Linked DNA regions of Sus scrofa: region 2 is linked to region 1. Evidence: chromatin contacts called from public HiChIP or PLAC-seq data. All regions are on one chromosome and are shown on one strand. The core of a region is the stretch at or near the end of the contact, and the rest is flanking DNA. Distances in the headings are between cores, read along the strand shown.

Region 1 (6,462 bases), core at 3,143-5,642:
TCCTCTCATGCCCTTCGGGTTCTAATTTAGAACCTGCTGAGGCCAAAGACATTCAGTCCAAAACTCCACCCACCTTTCCCCTAGACTTTACTTCCGCCACCTCCTAAAGACACACTCTGCTAGAGTTCCCTGGTGGCCTGGTGGTTAAGGATCTGGTGTTGTCACTGCTGCAGGCATGGGTTCAGTCCCTGGCCCGGGAACTTCCCCATGCTGCAGGCACAGCCAAACACAACAACGACAACAAAAAAAGGCCAAACCAAAACAAAAAACACTTTCCACTCCCATCAGCTAGGCTCCCTTACTGTTACCCAAACCATCCTACGCTGGCCCACCCTTCCGAGCCTCTGCTTAGCATAGCTCCGCTGGGGTGCCACACCCTTCCCTGCCCTGCGCCCTCCCAAAACCTGCTCCAGCTTCGACACCTGCTCAGGCTTCACGTCCTCCAAGAAGCCTTCTCTGACTTCTCCTCTCCTCTCCCCACTCCTTTCCCTGATCTTCACAGTTCTCATCAGCAAAAAGGTAGCCATCACTTCCCACGAGTCCTGAAACAGTCCTAGGGACCCAGGTAGGTCCCAATATCTGGTGATAGGGAGTCCAATTGACAAGTGAAGACCAGAATGGAGGCAGAGCAGTCAAGTGGCATGTGTGGACCCCACAACGTATTAATAACACAAGAGATGTTATATTTTGTATATATGTATATGTATATATGTATAAATATAAATATATGTATATATTTTTAGGACCGCACCCTTGGCATATGCAAGTTCCTAGGCTAGGGGTCAAATTAGAGCTACAGCCGCCAGCCTATACCACAGCCACATCAACATGGGATCCGAGCCGCATCCGCAACCTACACTGCAGCTCACAGCAATGCCAGATCCTTAACCCACAGGGTGACGCCAGGAACTAAACCTGTGCCCTCATCGATACTAGTTGGGTTTGTTTCCACTATACCACAATGAGAACTCCAAGAGACAAATACATCAACTGTTGCAAAAAGAGCACTCAAGTTTGGAATTAATCTTTTTTTTTTTTTTTTTTTTTTGTCTTTTTAGGACCGCACCCACAGCATATGGAGGTTCCCAAGCTAGGGGTCTAATTAGAGCTATAGCTGCCGGCCTACACCACAGCAACTCAGGATTCGAGCCACGTCTGCAACCCACACCACAGCTCACGGCAATGCCAGATCCTTAATCCACTGAGCGAGACCAAGGATCGAACCTGCAACCTCGTGGTTCCTAGCTGGATTTGTTTTCGCTACACCACTATGGGAACTCCAAAAATAATCACTTTTTTAAGAAAAAAGGACTTTTTTTTTTTTAACTGCTAGAATGTAAATATTTAGATGTTTATTGTACAACAGGGTGAAAGTGCCAAGGAGTGATTTTTGGGGTCTTCAGCCCCTGCCCCTACAAAACTCCATCACTTTCCCAACCATTCTAAAGAAACACAGAAGTAAAAAGTGTGTTAACTAAATGCAGCTTCATGAGTAGACCTCTTAAGCCACTCTTATCCTGAGATCCTGGGACTGTCACTGCACATAACCAGGGCACTGTGGGATGACAATGTGCTGACTGCCTGCAGACAGAGTAGAGGGGTGGGGCTGACCCAAACTCAGTCCTGGTATCACCTTCTCCTCCTCCGCAAACACCACACTCCTCCATCTCAGAGGGGCGCTCCCACTCCCTCCCTATGAGGTTCCGCATCTCACCACTGTCCCGAAGAGTCTGGGTCAGGTCTTCCACCAGGGCCACCGCCTCCTCGCTGCTTTCGGGGCGGTGCTCTTGCAGCCAGGCCTGAATCTCCTTTGGCAGCATGGTCAGCATTTGCTCCTTGGTGTGGACTTCTGGCCTCAGCCAGCGCCGACAGAGCTCTCGAAGACGGCCAAGGGCACCCTGAGGCCCTCCGGCCCCCTCCTCGTGGGGGCTGCCCTTGCCAGCACTCTGGGCGAAGGGCTCGGAATCAGGGCCGTCCTCCTGCAGCACAGCTTCCTGCACCCAGGAGTCATCCTCCAGGATCATGGTAGCAACCTCCTCTTCCTGCTCGTCTTCCTCTTGAGGCACCTGGACTAAGGGGCTCAGAGGATTGGTTACTCTCGGTACCTCTGAGGCCATCATCCACGTTCTCTGGGGAATCACTCAGGCTTCTAACCTTGACCTTCAGTCTTCTCCAGCCCAGCTCTCTGAGAAGATAGATCCCTCCTCAAATTTCAATAAGGTGTCTGGCTAAGAATGAGAAAGAGAACTAGAATCAATACGCAATCTGTCCTAAAGCAATCTAACTCATAGCGGCCCAGAACAGGTCACCAAGTGATTCATACATCCGCAAGTCAATAGAAGTTTCCTGACCTTCTAAAAGGAAAAATGGCTTATTCCTGAGAATACCTCTATAACACAGGAAGTTAAGAAGAATCACAAGCACAAAAAATACAGTATTTTTCTTTCCCAAAGATGAAAGCATGAGCATCAGAAATTCACAGTCCTCCCACGAACCCAGGACTGACTTATCTTGCCCTAAGTCAGTTCAGACTTACTGCAGAGAGGGTGACCTTGCCCTAACATACAACTCAATCACACAACCTCACTGACCACCTAATAAGTTGAGATAATAACACCCAGCCTTCTTATCTGAAGGGGTCATCTGAAGGATTAGCAATGGTTCAAATGTCAAGGCACTTTGAGCCTCACTGGAAGGAAGGCAATTATCTCAATTGCTTTATTACCATATTTTATTTTATTTTTTATTACCATATTTTAAACCATGAAGTTTTAAAATGGTCATACTCTTAGATCCGGCCTTGGCCCTTCAGGAATTTATTTTTTTTAATCATCTTTGCAAACAGAAATTTGTTTGAAGGATGCACAACCATAACATTGTTTCTAAAAACAAACCCCAAAGAAAACACCTGACACCTTAAGAATCCAGCAACAGGAGAAGAGTTAATAAATTATGACACATGCATACAGTAAAATGTATTAAAAACTATGCTGGAGTTCCCGTCGTGGCGCAGTGGTTAACGAATCCGACTAGGAACAATGAGGTTGTGGGTTCGATCCCTGCCCTTGCTCAGTGGGTTAACGATCCGGCGTTGCCAGTGAGCTGTGGTGTAGGTTGCAGACGCGGCTCGGATCCAGCGTTGCTGTGGCTCTGGCATAGGCCGGTGGCTACAGCTCCGATTCAACCCCTAGCCTGGGAACCTCCATATGCCACGGGAGCGGCCCAAGAAATAGCAACAACGACAAAAAGACAAAAAAAAAAAAAAAAAAAAAAAAAAAAAACTATGCTGATGTAATAATGACTACTTTTAGGGCTTTGGGAGGGTAACTGAGAGGGGTGTTTCAAAGAAGCTAGAAATGTTCCAGATCTTGATTTGACAATGGTTGCATAAGCGTGTACATATTAAAGATCTGTGCACTCTGCTGTATGTATTTTAAAATATTTTTAAAATTATGCTCCACAAGAATTATTAATCATTAATGATTTAAGATAATCCTCATAATATAAAATAAATGGATTAAAAACAAACCTGGCAAGGCAGAAAAACCAGACACAGTATGACCCCAATTCCTTTTAGAAAAGAACATATATACACAAGGAAAAAAATATGTATAGAAATTCTACAAAACGTTGACAGCAGTGAAACTACAAATTCTTTAAAATAAAGACTAAAAGGCAAAAGTTATTTTTAAAAATCATCACATCATAAATATTCAGATAACGCTCCTCCTCCCCCAAGAAAAGAAAATAGGGAAGGAAAAAGTTTTTTAAAAGAAAAAGAAAAGCTAGTGGAAACACCGAAGATCTCAATGTGCATTTACCAACTGGCGAGAAGAAACACAGGTATAACACCACTCTTTAATCTGGGAGCCCGGGAAACCGTTTTTAATCAGTTTAATTCGCTGCTTGACCCGGAGCAAGACACGCCCCCTCTGAAGCTCAGTTTCCCCATCCGTAAAATGAGGGGCTGCGCGGGATCGCGTCCAATGTGCCTTCCAAACCCTGCGACCAAGGCTGGACGTTCAAAGAGCTCACTGATAGGGAGAAGAGTCCACATCTCGTCGGTCTCTCAGCGGACCCCGCGCCTAAACCGGGACAGCTGGGCGCGCGGGACGCGGACAGCGCCCCCAACGCCCCTCCCCCAGCAGGGCTGCCCGCACTGGCTCCAGGCCCGTTATTCCCTCGCCTCGGGCTACTTCCTCGGCCGCGTGGCTCCAGCCCTGTCTCTCCGGGCTCACCTCTCCAGAGACCAGATCCTGCTCCTGCAGTCCCTCCGCGCGCAAAAGCGCCCCCGGGCACTGCCCGGCCCCTCCGGAGTTGCGGCGGCTCAAGCCCGAGGGGCACCGAGAACAATGGACGGGAGAGGCCTGCCCCCCACCGCGCTCATTGGCCACCGAGAACGGCCCCTGGAAACTCTCCTTTTCTACTGGCGGATCCGGGCCCAGCCGGGTGGCGGGAGGGAGACTGGGCCGAAGGCATTGTGGGAGATGTAGTCCACCTGGCAGACGCCCGACCCCGCCAAGGAACGGAGTTTGGGCTTGATAGCCTGCGCTGTGCGGGAGGGCCAGTGGCGGGACAAGCGGTTGACTGCAAGTCAGGCAACCTAGTGTGGACCAGAGCTGTGACCCGGGACAGGTCATTTCACTTCTTTAAGTCTTCCAGTTGTCTGCAAAAAAGGAAAGTTGGATGGAAGAGAACTGTGAACTGTGAACTGTGTGGCAAGTAGTATTGTAAGGCCCCTCGACGGCCGAAAGCAGTGCTTGAGCTGGAAAGGAATCTTCACCAGAGAAACCCCTTCTTGTGAGGCCGGCGCCCCTCCCCCAACTTGCAGATCTACTCTCGCACCTGGCTGTTGCACACCCCTTTGTTCCTGCGTCTGGAGGAAAGCCCTGTCTCGCCTCTTCTGCCGCGCACCTCCGATTCTTTCTTCATCTCCTTTTGTGTGGAACCTGCTTAGGCAGAGACACCGCCCGTGGCACACCTGCTCCATGTCTCCATTTTAGTACCTATCCCAGTGTTACTTATTGTTAATCTCAGCACTGGGAGGTGAGAATGGGAGATTAGCCTCTATTGTGATGTTCCCACGGTTGGCGCTCTTGAAGAATGGCTGCTCCATCACCATATGACAACAGGTGAGTAACTAACTGCCTGGAAACCCAAGGGGAAAATATAAGAATGAAGAGAAAGACAGTAATGGTTTGTGATAGAACAATCTGGTGTTTTTGTACAGAACAATTTTTGGGGGCACCCACAATCAAGTGACTGCATTTAATTTTCATTTAAATTTCACGTTCATGAAAATTTAATGTTCATTTCATGAGTGTTTGAGAAATGTTTCATGATTATTAGTGGGTTTTTTTTTTTTTTTTTTTTGTCTTTTTTCTATTTCTTTGGGCCGCTCCCTCGGCATATGGAGGTTCCCAGGCTAGGGGTTGAATCGGAGCTGTAGCCACCGGCCTACGCCAGAGCCACAGCAACGCAGGATCCGAGCCGCGTCTGCAACCTACACCACAGCTCACGGCAACGCCAGATCGTTAACCCACTGAGCAAGGGCAGGGACCGAACCCACAACCTCATTGTTCCTAGTCGGATTCGTTAACCACTGCGCCAGGACGGGAACTCCTATCTTCCAATTTTTTTAATGGAATATACTCATAAACGCTCTTAGTATATTAAGAAAATGGTTTTTTGTCACAAAAGTTGCTATTATTTTTCTCAGTTTACTGTTCCCTTTTTGCTGTTTTTTTACATGTCTATGCTCTCCAAATTGTCAGTCTTGTCTTTTCATAGCTTCTGAATTTTTTGTCACTCTTAGAAAGTTTTTTGCACTACTCCGAAGATTATTTGAATTTCACGAATTTTTCACTAACTAACCTCTTGAACTAATTTAAGTATAAAGATGCAAAGCGAGGTTCAGCAGTTGAGTGCTGCATACTTGGTAGGATAGCATCTTAATTAGCCCAAAGTGACTACATGCAAACAGCACCACCTCCAGGCTGGCCTGAGAAGTCTGCACTGAGATCCTGGATGCAGAATTCCCAGCCACGATCTCTCCAATGACTAGCATTCCTAGACAACAAGATCTCCAAAATGATTGAGGATGATAATTCTTGGACACGATCCTGTATTAACAAAAATTTGTTTTTCCACTTTTCCATTCGCACTGGGAATGGAATTTACACAAAAGGGAAAATATTTGTTTGGTTGGGGTGGGAGGTTAGGGGGTCGGATATAGCCGAAAGCTCCCAGCAGCCTAAGAGTTCCTTTTCCTCTGCTCCTATCCCAAGCCAACCCATGACCACAAGAAACTGGCACTATGTTGTCACAGGAGAATCCTGGAACTGGCCATGTCTGTCCTCTGCCTTATTCTCTGAGAAGTCGGCCCTGGCCAATGTCAGCTTCCCCCTTATTGAGATAGAGAGCAAATCACATTTAAAACAAATTCCTTGTTGCCATTGTGGT
Region 2 (6,779 bases), core at 893-3,392, 130 kb after region 1:
AGAGAGAGGTAAAAGTATCCTGCATTGCACCTGCAAAGGTTTATGTATATCCGTTTGAATCATCGCATGCTACTGTGTAAATCTTTACGGGGCTTTTTCCCCCTAGATTAACTTTTTCCCCTGCATATACATGAGGTTGTTTAACATCCTCAGGTAAAGTATACATTGACTTCAGCTCTTTTGTTTTTAGAGTTGTAAATTCTCTTTTAAAATGAGTATTGTCTACCCTCTGAATCTGACCACCCCTTCACTTGAGGTCCCTTGAATTGCTAACTAAAAGCCGTTAGGGAAAACCTGAATTTTTACATTCTTACTTCAGGAATTTCCACTTAAAAAAACAAACTTCCTCACTAGTGTCTTCAGGCCGACACTGAGAAAGTACTTAATGTGCAGTAAGAGTAGACTGTGTGGGATTGTACTCTGTGTTTTTTTTTTTTTTTTTTTTTTTTTGGTCATTTTCTAAATAAGGACAAGTATACATCTTACAGATTGCTAGCATTGGCCAGAATAAGCAGCATTAATGTGCTGATGTTTCTTATAAACATTTTATCTCAGAACATTTTGATGCTTTTTACAAAATATTTTTTAAAATGTGCTGGTACCTGGAGAGTCACTCTACCCCAGATCTGACACAGGCATTTGGCTCCAGCTCGGGCTGCCGCTTTGGCTGCCTATCGCCTGAAGCCATCGCTGTGCCTGTGGCTCTCTGTCGCTAGTGACTGCTCCTGAGAAGCGAGCACTGTGAGGTCTGGAGGCACATGGGCAGGAGTCATCTTTACCTAAATGTCTTTTGCTTTTCTCAGAGCGGCCAGGCCGAGCCCCTGCAAAAAGAGGAGCTACAGTCCGGAGTGGATGCTGGAAACATTGCTGCCCAGCAGTATCAGAGAAGTAAGAGTCCTCTCAGCTGGTGTCCCCTGAAATACTGAGTAGGGGAGGAAGAGTGGCTTGATGTCATTGAGGGATCTGAGGTCCCATTCTGTCACTCCTCATCCCACCCAAGCCTATTAGCCAGGTACCTTTTTGGTGGCAGTAGTGTTCCTCCAGTTTCAATGTGTAACAGGAGTCATCGTAGGCACACTTTGACCAGGAAGCACAACGTGCTTGCATGGTTGGTTAGGGAAACACCTGGAGGAGGTGAGGCTCTGGAGGTGAGACTTAAGGGACTGCTAAGATTTGGATGGTGAGAGAGGAGAGAGAAGGATCTTCCTAATACAGGGCATCAGAGCGAAAGGAATTGGGAGCAGAAGGATGGAAAGTGACAGATGTATTTAAGGAACAGTGATTGGAATAAAATTTTTGTAGATATTTTAGGCTGAATTATGTAAGATAAAGGTTTGGAAAGATCGAGGAAAGCTTTGAATGGCAGCTTAATAAGCTGGTATTTTATCTGCTGAGCTGCAGGGGAAGGTTCCTTTGGGTAGAGCCTAGTGGTGGCACGCAAGACGATTGTGGAGTGGAAACGGGTGAGGAGAAGAGGAGGCTGTATTTTACACAGATTTATTGAGTTGTAGTTCACATACTGTACAGTTCACTCTCATACAAAGGAGGCTGCTTTTAAAGATGAAAGATCTACTTGAAATGTCATGGCTAATAGTTTATACATAGAGTGTAACTTTCTTCTGTGAAAATTGCCATCTACTTCCTGTTGGGGCTCTCGAAGCCAGCCCCCTTCCTGACTTCTGCTTTCTGCCCAGGATTGGCAGCAGTGGCAGCAATTAATGCTGCCATCCAAAAGGGAGTTGCCGAGAAGACTGTTCTGGAACTAATGAATCCCGAAGCCCAGCTGCCCCAGGTGTACCCGTTTGCTGCCGAGCTTTATCAGAAGGAGCTGGCTACCCTGCAGCAACAGAGTCCTGAGGTAAGTTAACTGGATCTGTGTGGTTTGTGAGCAAAGTGGGGTATACCTGACTTTAATACCTATTTCTTGGCAGAGTTAGGTAGAACTTTTATTTATTGATTTTTTTTTTTTTTTTTTTTAACCACAAACTTAGACTCCTTATGGCTTTATTAAACTTGTGATCTCCCTTGGTATTCCAGAATGCCTTTCCTTACGCTTTCCCCCACCGCCTTCCTTTCTGTGCAGCATAGCCTCACCCATCCCGAGCTCTCTGTTGCGGTGGAGATGTTGTCATCAGTGGCCTTGATCAACAGGGCGCTGGAGTCTGGAGACATGAATACAGTGTGGAGACAGCTGAGCAGTTCAGTTACAGGCCTCACAAATATTGAAGAAGAAAACTATCAGAGGTGGGTGCCCAAGTGATGGATTGAATACATTAGGTAGCTGTCCCTTCTGGTGTTTGTGTGCCAAGTCTTTTTTTTTTTTTTTTTTTTTTTGCTTTTTAGGGTCACAGCCATGGCATAAGGATGTTCCTAAGCTAGGGGTCGAATTGGAGCTACAGCTGCCAGCCGTAGCCACGTGGGATCTGAGCCTCATCTGTGACCTACACCACAGCACACAGCAACACCGGATTCTTAACCCACTCAGCGAAGCTAGGGATCGAACCCACAACCTCATGGTTACTAGTCAGATTAATTTCCTTGGTGCCACAATGGGAACTCCAACACTCTTATTTTCTTTGCAGGCATTGTGACTTAGTATGATCATCTTTTTTTTTTTTTTTTCTGTTTTGATTCATTTTATTTTTTATCATGCTGAGGAATTTGTAGTAAATTACAGATATCATAACATTCCACTCCTAAATTTATTTAAGACAATGAGGATATTTATTATACAGCCGCAATAACACTGTCTTATACCCTGACAAAATCAACAGTACCTCCCGAATACTTTCTAAACCTAGTCCAGTTTCCACACTTCTGCATTTGTTCCCAAACTGTTCTTTTCAGCCATGCAAATCAGGACCATGTGTTAACATCTGACTGTTGTGTCCCTTTGGTATCTTTTAATCTAGCATTGTCCCTTTCTTTATGACACTGACTTGTTAAGGAGATAGGGCCAGTGTCCTATAAAATGGCCCATCTTCAGTTCCGGTTTCTTAATATTTGGTTTATTCCTATAAATTGGAAATTAGGTCTAAAGGCTTTTTAAGATTCAATTAAGTATTTTTGGTGATGTGTGTTTCATATTTTCTCATATCAAGAGCCATATAAAATCTACTCTAATACTAAGTGAAGTAAGTCAGAAAGAAAAAGACAAATGCCATATGATTTCACTTATATCTGGAAACTAATATATGGCACAAATGAATCTTTCCACGGAAAAGAAAATCCTGAACAAGGAGAACAGACTTGTGGTTGCTAAGAGGGAGGGTGAGGGAGTGGGATGGACTGGGAATTTGGGGTTAATAGATGCAACCTGTTGCCTTTGGAATGGATAAGCAATGGGATCCTGTTCTCTTGCACTGGGAACTATGTCGGGGCACTTATGATGGAGCATGATAATGGGAGAAAAAAGAATGAATACATGTATGTGTGACTGGGTCACTTTGCTGTGCAGTAAAAAATTGACTACTGTAAACCAGCTATAATGGAAAAAATAAAAATCATTATAAAAGAAAAAAGAAAAAAAAGAGGCATATAAAATCTGCCTATCCCCACCATTAGAGATATGAAGATTGATCCTTGGATTAGGGAGACAGCTAATCCCACTATCATATACTTGTGCTTTTCCCTTATCACCAGAGCGTAATTTTTGATGCACCTTTCGTGCCATCAAATTGTCCAGTTTCCCATTAATGATTCACCTAATATTTTTCACCCCAAGTGATAATCCCTGCCTAAATCTATACTTTTGGGAAGAGTTGCTGAATGGTGATTTGTTGATCTATCATTCCTTCTAGGTTTATTAGCTGGTGTATGGCCTTGTTTTCTTGTCTTTAGAGGAATTGCTTGAACTGCTGCCTCTGATTCTAGAGTTGGTCTTACCTGAAGTTTAGAATAGGCTGTTAAGTATAAATGATATCCTTGCATTTTTACACTTTATCCAGGGTAACTCTTCGGCCCCAAAGCTGACCTCCAGAATACATTAGACTGTTGGGGGTATCTTAGCTGTCTGTGTTTCGTGGATCCTTTGCCCCCACATCTTCTCGTTGCTGTCCTCTGAAAGGATCCTAAAGGTTCCTTTTCTTATGTTGTACTTCATTATCTCTTTTGTTGGGGGAATGGCGCAGGTATCTCGATGAATTGATGAAACTGAAAGCTCAGGCACATGCAGAAAATAATGAATTTATTACGTGGAATGACATCCAAGCTTGCGTGGACCATGTGAATCTGGTGGTGCAGGAGGAACACGAGAGTGAGTAATCTACTTCCTATCCCCCCAATAATGTCACAAGTACAAATAGTGTGATTCTGTAAGCTGGTTCTAAACGCTACTCCTGGGAGGATTTTTGGAAATTGGAAAAAAAAAAATTATCTATCAATCTCAAAAAGCTGCTGTCGTGTATTGTTTTCAAAACACCAGACAATTGCTCTTAAGTATATAATAACTAAATTTTTCAGGAGGTAACTTGAACATGATCTTTTATTTTTATTTATTTACTTATTTATTTTTTGTCTTTTTAGGGCTGCACCCGTGGCATATGAAGGTTCCCAGGCTAGGGGTCAAATTGGAGCTGTAGCCCCTGGCCTTCACCACAGCCACAGCAATGCGGGATCCAAGCCGTGTCTGCTACCTACACCACAGCTCACGGCAAGCCAGATCCTTAACCCACTGAGTGAGGCCAGGGATCAAACCCGTGTCCTCTTGGATGCTAGTTGGGTTTGTTAACCACAGACCCACAACGGGAACTCCAAACACGATCTTTTATTTTTTTATTTTTTTGCTTTTTAGGGCAGCACCCAAAGCATAAGGAGGTTCCTAGGCTAGGGGTCAAATTGTAGTTATAGTTGCCGGCCTATACCACAGCAACAGCAGTTCCAAGCCATATCTTCGACCTACACCACAGCTCACCGCAACACCAGATCCTTAACCCACTGAGTGAGGCCAGGGATCGAACCTGCAACTTCATGGTTCCTAGTTGGATTCGTTTCTGCTGAGCCACAAAGGGAACTCTGATCTTTGATTCTTAAATGCTGTTATAACAAGTAGTTCTGACACTCACTACCTGGAGTTGGATCGTATTGCCCAGATTGAGGGTACAGTCCTCCCAGGACTCCTCTCACTTCAGACAGCAGCCTTAATCTCTGGAGTTCCCAGGTCACCACACTTCCAAGAAACTGGCTAGGTATTCGGGGTGCTCTCTTCCCCCTCAGATTCAAGAGTTGGCTAGAATGACTTATAGAACTCAGAAAAGCGCTATACCTATGATTATAGTTTTATTACAAAGAATACAAATCAGGACTAGTCAAAAGAAGAGAAGAGTTGAGCAATGTCTGGTAGAGTCTTAAATTGGAAGCTTCTGTATCCTTAGGGTATGGTACCCTCCCAGCCCATGGATGTGTATCACAACCAGGGAAGCTTACCTCAGCTTTGGGTACCAGGAGTTTTTATTGAGCCTTCATTACATACAAATACTGATTGAATTATTGGTCAGTTAGTTGAACTCGATTTCTAGTTCGCCTCCCCTCCCTGGGGAGGCTATCTGATATCCTGATGACATGGGGCTCAAAGCCCCAGTCTTCTAATCACACAGTTGGTCTTTCCAAGATGACCAGCCCTGCCTCAGAACTCTAGGGCCCACCAGGGGTTACCTGATTGGTAAACTCAGGTGTGGTCCTAAGGGCCCACTGTGAATAACAGAGATACTCCTGTCAGTTGGGAAATTCCAAGGGTTTAGAGGCTTCCCTTTCTGGAAACCAGGGACGAAGACCAGCCAGTTTTTTATTATACAATAGAGTCTTTACAAAAGTCGTAGTCCAGCTGCCTAAGATTCTTGAGGAGTTAACATTTCTAGTTTAAATTAGTATTTCCAGAGTTCCCGCTGTGGCCCAGTGGGTTAATGATAAGGCTTGTCTCTAAAGAGGCACCAGTTCAATCCCTGGCCCTGTGCAGTGGGTTAAGAATCTAAGTGTTGCTACAGCTGTGGTATACGTAGGTCACAGCCCTGGCTCAGATTTGATCCTTGGCCCAGGAACTTCCGTATGCCATGGGGGCAGCCAAAAAAGAAAAAAATAATAATTGATAAGTAAAAATAGTGTTTCCTATGAGAAATAGTGATTTAGTGGGAATAGTTTTGCTTTGGAGTGGGAAGCCCTGAGTTTTGATTCTCTGTCTGCCACTTGTTTGTTTTGTGATCTTAGATCTCTAAGGCTCACCTTTTTAAAATGAAAATGGTGAGCTAGGTGACTTTTAATATCCCTGGACCTCTTGACTTTTTATGAATCAAGAATGTTTTTGATCACACACTGGAATACACTTGAAAGCTATCCTATAAGGCCAGTCTCATCAAAATCCTCATCACTCTTAAGTTAGAGCAATTAACAAAACAAAAGGACCTGAGCTCTCAATAGGAATATGAACACAAGGGAGTTGACGTAGATGAAACAAACACTAAATTTAAAGAAAAAAAATGTAACTGCTGCTTAATATTATGAATGATAGTTATGGTTTGAATCATGATTACTCTTGAGTAGAGGATTTCTGATCACCCAGTGTGTTTAAGGACTGATTTATTTAAATAATTTCTTAATTAAAAAAAATAACTTTTTGTCCATTCCTATTTAGGAATTTTAGCCATTGGCTTAATTAACGAAGCCCTGGATGAAGGTGATGCCCAAAAGACTCTGCAGGCCCTGCAGACTCCTGCAGCTAAACTTGAGGGGGTCCTCGCAGAAGTGGCCCAGCATTATCAGGACACACTAATCAGGGCAAAGAGGGA

Evidence for each region. HiChIP or PLAC-seq counts read pairs in DNA pulled down with a chosen protein or histone mark.
Region 2: an H3K27ac HiChIP or PLAC-seq map of alveolar macrophages shows a contact between it and region 1, with 5 times the contacts expected there. The contact joins the enhancer-like site here to the promoter of ZSCAN2 in region 1. A contact is called at or near these places in 4 of 47 Hi-C or Micro-C datasets (blood, embryonic fibroblasts, fibroblasts and 1 more) and 2 of 2 datasets of contacts at active chromatin or transcription factors (alveolar macrophages and skeletal muscle).

Annotation. Positions count from the first base shown.
Region 1 is chr7:52,953,615-52,960,076 of Sscrofa11.1, forward strand. It overlaps ZSCAN2 (zinc finger and SCAN domain-containing protein 2), which reads right to left and starts at 4,393. Exons shown (of 9, transcript XR_002345788.1): 1 at 4,239-4,393; 2 at 1,715-2,228.
Region 2 is chr7:53,082,464-53,089,242 of Sscrofa11.1, forward strand. It overlaps IQGAP1 (ras GTPase-activating-like protein IQGAP1), which reads left to right. Exons shown (of 38, transcript XM_021098910.1): 10 at 1-8; 11 at 804-888; 12 at 1,695-1,858; 13 at 2,084-2,244; 14 at 4,131-4,255; 15 at 6,626-6,779. Among named protein-coding and RNA genes, the nearest start is that of CRTC3, 60 kb to the right of the region's middle. Within about 2 kb of position 2,143, at least 2 of the 83 cell types and tissues checked have an H3K27ac peak or open chromatin away from gene starts, as enhancers often do. A contact at or near this core is called in alveolar macrophages, where this site is marked.